Regions from separate parts of the Anser cygnoides genome. Here region 1 is linked to region 2. Evidence: chromatin contacts called from public Hi-C data. All regions are on one chromosome and are shown on one strand. Each heading gives the region's core, a stretch centred on a gene start, on an enhancer-like site or on the middle of the called end of the contact. The rest is flanking DNA. Distances are from core to core; before and after follow the strand shown.

Region 1 (2,700 bases), core at 38-2,537, 250 kb after region 2:
AAAAGTGGATTTTTCACCTTCCCAGCCCAGGCTCACTAAGACCAGGGAATAGGGCTTTTCTTAGTCTACCTTATTGCTCTCAAGCATGTTACACAGAAGTGTAACACGCAAGGAGTGAGAACCAGCCCTTGCCCAAATTGATTACACGCTGAATAAGTAAGAGGACAAGGGAGCAGTGTTTTCGAGAGAGGAGCTGAGGTGCACCCAGGGGTTCAGTGCTTTGAGCGTCACTGCTAGACCCCTTTTCCCTAAAGTAAAAGAGGCTCTAGATTAAATTTGTCCAGGTATCAGAGGAATCTCAGTCCTGCTATAGATAAAACCAAACATCGCTTTCTGTTTATAGGTGGACTATTCTAAGCGCTCCTAAACCAGCATGCCTCAGCATCCCAAAATGCATCCTCTCTCCCAGGCATGCCAAGGTTAGCAAGCCAACTTTGTAGTGGCTGCGCAGGGGAGGAGTGGAGCCAAGACCCCCTGAAAACAACCAGACAATAGCTTCACTGTCTGAAATTACTGCACTCAAGATTTGAACTTCAGCCTCTGTGGAAGATGCTGTGGACAATCTCACTGCATTTGGCTCACTAGAGCTGCATCAGAAGTTTGCAGGTTGGCATAGAAGAGGTCAGGCTGTCTAGTGAGGTCTTCTGGTTTTAAAAAGTATGAAATTATATGAAGTGGGTATGAAGAAACTGAAGAGAACATACTGCTGTCTGTTCCCTTGCTCTTGATAGGATATGCTCAGACAGAAAAAATATTAGTCTTTACTTCTTGTTTTCACGTGCCTCTTTTCTTGATTTTTCCATGAGGTTCTGTGTGTCTGAACATATATAGTGACAATGCTGGAAGAGAGCAGAGTTAAGGTTATTTTCAGAGTGTAGCATGAACCTCTACACTTCCCACTTTTCAGAAGTTTAAATTTGCATTAATTTCTCATTTCCTGCTCGGGATAAATCCTTTATGCATTCTGGAACAATACGAGACACCATTAGGCAACATTAACTTCGTGCTGAAGGTTTTGGCATACAATGCTGTATGCTCTAATCTATTTGCAAATCAAAAGCCAATGCTTTGCACACTTCAGTGAAAAGCCAGAGGCAGCCTGCCCCACTAGAAAGGTCACCAGATTAGGACTCAAGGGAACTCTTCGAAGTTCTGCCACTGATTTACTGCTCAGTCATCTTGGCCAAGTCATCTCTTTTCTTTCTGCCTCTAGTTTTGCTCCCATTCTTTGTGTTTTCTATTCAGGCTGCAAGTTCTTCAGGGCAGGAGCAGCCCTCTCATTACGTTCTGGTCCTGTGCCTCGCACAGCAGGCCCCCTTCCTAGCTAGAGCGCGCCTACTGGATGCTACTGCAACACAAAGAATTCAGAGCCTCAGCAGTTTGGCTTTCTCTCCCAGGATCTTCAGTCCCTCTCGCTTGCTTCCTCGACATAAAGCTGTACAGAAGAGGCACTGGTCACCAAGTAAGTGACCAAGTTCCCAGTCAAAGGGTTAAAATAGCCAAGTCCGTTAGATAAAGAAGAGAAAGCTGTAGGAGGAACTCAGATCATATTGCAAGCTAGGTACTAGTTAATCAATAGTATTCAAAGGTGAAGGCCATATGGAGGAGCCAGGAACCATTGCACAAGTTAAGCAAAGTTTAGTGAACAGCAAGCCTGATAAAGCAAAGCTTTAACTATTTTCTGTGAAAAGTTCCACCTTTCCTTTAACCTGGCTCTGGACCACGGACCACATATGCCAATCTTCTCTGTTACTGACTCATGCACTAGAGGGTTCAGTGGAAGTTCTGAGACCAACCCATGGACAATACCTCTTTATTGCCCTGACAGTTCATATAGTACGTGTTACATATAATTCTCCTATTCACTGGACTCTCGATCCAAACTCTTCTGGTAAAAGGGCTTGTGGGCAGTTTACTTTCTGTCCAATGACTTCATTGCAAAGGGTTTTTTTTCTGTCTCTGTTGAGCTTGCCATGTGCAAGCTTTCCTTCCTCTTGTTTCCCTCCTCTTGTTTCCCAGTTTCTGGAAATAATTTGTGGTTTGGAAATGGAAATGCCCTCATAGGCTTCAAAGAGCTTAAAGCCTACCATGCCAGATCAGTCCATTGGATCCATCTAATCTGCTCTCCTCTTTCCAGCCACGACCAATACCTGGTGCTTCAGAAGACAACACAACTTTATAATGGCAACAGGACACTTCAGTTTTAGACACAGTCCCTGCTCTGAATAGATGAGGAGCTGCTAAAGCATTCTCCCACTTCCACCCTCGACTGCCCTAGATTTTCTGGGAGGGTTCCTCAAAGAATCAACTAAAGGGCAAGCAGAGACCCCCCACAAGGATAAAGAGACTGAAGGGGGCAAAGTACATCGACACATATCAGAAGAGGGCTTCCCAAAACATAGCACAACAAACACAGCTCAGCCCCTTCCAGGACTGGCTTGGCTTCCTTCCCCTGCTCAAAGAAGTTGGCAAGCAAATCTTTATTGTAAGAGACAGAACAGAAGCCGTAAGGGAGGTACTGAAATCTGGGGATAATTCACAAAATCCTGGCCTGTGGTGCAGAAGGAAGCTAATGTTATGTATCTTTCATTTGTACTTTTTGTTATTACTACTAGATTTAAACAGATAAAAGCAACCTATTGATGATCACATCTCATCTTCAGCCAACATCTTTCCTGTCTGCTTTTAAATTAATAGGAC
Region 2 (2,700 bases), core at 180-2,679:
CAGAGCAAGAAGCTCCAGTTCCCTCCGTCCCAAATGAGTCCACACCCACAGGTCACTGGACCACAATCTTCCAGTTCAACAAAGCCAAGTGCTGGAAAGTCCCTCCAAATTTTATATATTTTTTTAATCCCTTTGATTTATTTATTTTTTGGTGCTATTTCTTGCCTTCTCAAGCACAACGTGCCAAAAACTCTGACATGCCTCAATAACAGTCCAAGAGCAGATATGTACGTGCCAGCACTCTCCTCTTCTGCATATAACTCTGCTACGGGAGGAGGAGAGGAAAAAATCAAAATAAATTTAAAAAAATAAATAAATCACTGAAAGCCCTAAAACAGGGTTGTCCCAGGGCCTGCAGAATGGGGATACCCACGTGGTGGCTCGTGAATGTGGCCACTTCCAGCCAGCTTCTCCCTGAGGCTGGCAGAGCCTGGTGATGGTGACGGAGCCTGGCATCTGGTTTAAACCCGAACCACGTGCGAGAACTTACTAAAAATAACTGGGTCTCCCTCACCCCCAAGGCCAAGGCTTTTGGTGTAGCTGCAGCTTGTGCAATTAAGCTCATCCTGTGCCAGGAATCCCAAGCTGCTGCCTGCCATCAAGGATGCCTGTAGCGCTTCAGTAATGGTTTTCCCAAGATTTACCTCAACACCCTCACTAAGATATTGTGGAAAATCTCTGCTGTTTCCTAGCCCTAACAGGTAAAAATATTAGATGACTCCATACAAGTGTTGAACTCCCCACGGACTGCCTTGAAACCAAGACCAAAATGGGAAGCTGTAGGGGATGTTGGGTAAGAAAAAGGTGGTTCAGTGGCCATGTGCCCTCACAGTGCTAAGCCCCTTACCGTTCCCAGAAGGCACTGAGACTCCTGGATAGCGCCGTAGCATCCCAGGAAGCCCACGAACATCATGACAGCACCAACCGCAATCAGTATGTAGATTCCTGCAAGGGAGAACAAGAGGCAGACGTTACTGCAGAGCCTCCTAAAGAAGCACCCCATCACTGGGCCAGGCATGCTGGCTCCATAGCTAATTACAGGTATGCATAATTAAGTCCTGAGAGTAGCAGAGGTAGCTGCGGATGTGGCAGCAGCAGAAAAGGCCACCGCGTCTCACCCTGCTTTCTGCTCTGCTACTCTTCTGCTGACGCTGGTGTCCCCAGGTGTGAACCAAGATGGGCTGGTGGAAGTGGTCCACAACTACCTGAGTTCAGACCCTATTTCAGGCCACTGTTATTGTTCCTCCCATTAAAATAAACATTATCACCATCAGTAAGCTCATTTGGGGTGAATTTGCCCACAGGTGTTCCCTCTGCACTAGCCAAGACCTCATGGCTGGTCTGGGCGCCAACGCAAATCACACAACTTACACCAGTCAAACCTCAAAGCACTTGAAGGTAGCAATACTGAAACTTGAAAAAGCAGCCACCCCCAAAATCACAGGAAACACACAGAGCTCGATCAATGATAGGAAGAGGGTGTAGCAAGGAAGACAAAGGCTTTACAGTGTCCTGAAAGCTGCATTATTGGAGTTCCCATGGCATCCTATTTTAAATATTTAAGCAGAGGAGATAAAAAATGATTAGTTAACGTATCTTTTTAAACAAACAATAAGGCATATGGCTTGTTTAGATTAAACATCAGACAAATATTTATCCTGCTAACTTTTCAGAGACGGACAAGCCACAAAACCAAGGGAAAAGCGCTGCTTAAGCATCCCAGTTAATATAATCTAGACTTTGTTTGTCAAAGGTTCTTCCACAGAGATTTTTTTTATTTCAACTTATTAAATTTGCACCGTCAGCTTGCTCCCCGACTAACTCAAGGTTTGGAAACCAGGCAGGGAGAGCTCAGAAAACGGAGGAACGAAAGTCCATTTTCACTCAGGAACCAAGCGCTTAGCCCAGGTACACAGCCACAACGCTTTCCCTCCCAAGCCATGCAATGCTACCAGTTCGGTTACACTGTCTCCTTTTCCAAAAAACACAGCTTTCTCCTCATGTATCTTGTATGTTTAGTGTATTTTTAGTTAACTAACATTCTCAAGTATTGTGGGTCTACTATTTTGTAAGCGAATTCCACTTTCTGTTCCAAAGCAACTTGATGTGTGCAAAAAATAATCAAAGAAATAATTCAACATCAGGCAAGATCGCAGTCATTTTTAACCCAAAGTGAGAAAAAAATCAAAATCTGAATAAGAAGATATTTTATATTTATGCTTATAAATATATAAGCATCTCAAAGCTAACAGCAATACAGCAAATCTTCCCAGTGCTTGGGAGAGACATCCCTTCAACGAAGTGTTTTATTTTGCTAGGAGTCTAAACATGTTTATAGTTATTAATCAGTCGGTCAGCCCTTAGGATCAGAACTAAAGTACAAACAAGATCAAAACTGCTTTTTATGTGCCCATCGTGCCCAAGGTTTTTCTTATCTTTGTAGCTTTTAAGCAATCATCTGATAATTTATGTGTAAAGTCTAACGGGCATGCATGACACAACCGAGTTCTGTGAGAGCAGAGCTAAGCCAAGATAAACCTTCCTCTAAAAACCCGATACACGATAATAACCCCAGCATATTTAACCCCCCCTTAACGGATATTGCAAGCTCAGGAAGGGTCAACTTCGTCTCCCGAGCCTTCCCTTTTTAAAACAAAAGCCACCCCACTTGGCAAGGGAAACGCCACTAGCACAGCTTGA

Evidence for each region. A called contact is a pair of places that touch in the nucleus more often than the background predicts.
Region 1: a contact with region 2 is called in a Hi-C map of liver, with 2.2 times the contacts expected there. The contact joins two enhancer-like sites. A contact is called at or near these places in 2 of 7 Hi-C or Micro-C datasets (both in liver).

What each region holds. Positions count from the first base shown.
Region 1 is chr5:38,420,619-38,423,318 of Taihu_goose_T2T_genome, forward strand. No RefSeq gene overlaps it. Among named protein-coding and RNA genes, the nearest start is that of IGF2, 88 kb to the left of the region's middle. Within about 2 kb of position 1,288, at least 1 of the 3 cell types and tissues checked has open chromatin away from gene starts, as enhancers often do. A contact at or near this core is called in liver, where this site is marked.
Region 2 is chr5:38,174,687-38,177,386 of Taihu_goose_T2T_genome, forward strand. It overlaps CD81 (CD81 molecule), which reads right to left. Exons shown (of 8, transcript XM_048066636.2): 3 at 848-945. Among named protein-coding and RNA genes, the nearest start is that of TSSC4, 17 kb to the left of the region's middle. Within about 2 kb of position 1,430, at least 1 of the 3 cell types and tissues checked has open chromatin away from gene starts, as enhancers often do. A contact at or near this core is called in liver, where this site is marked.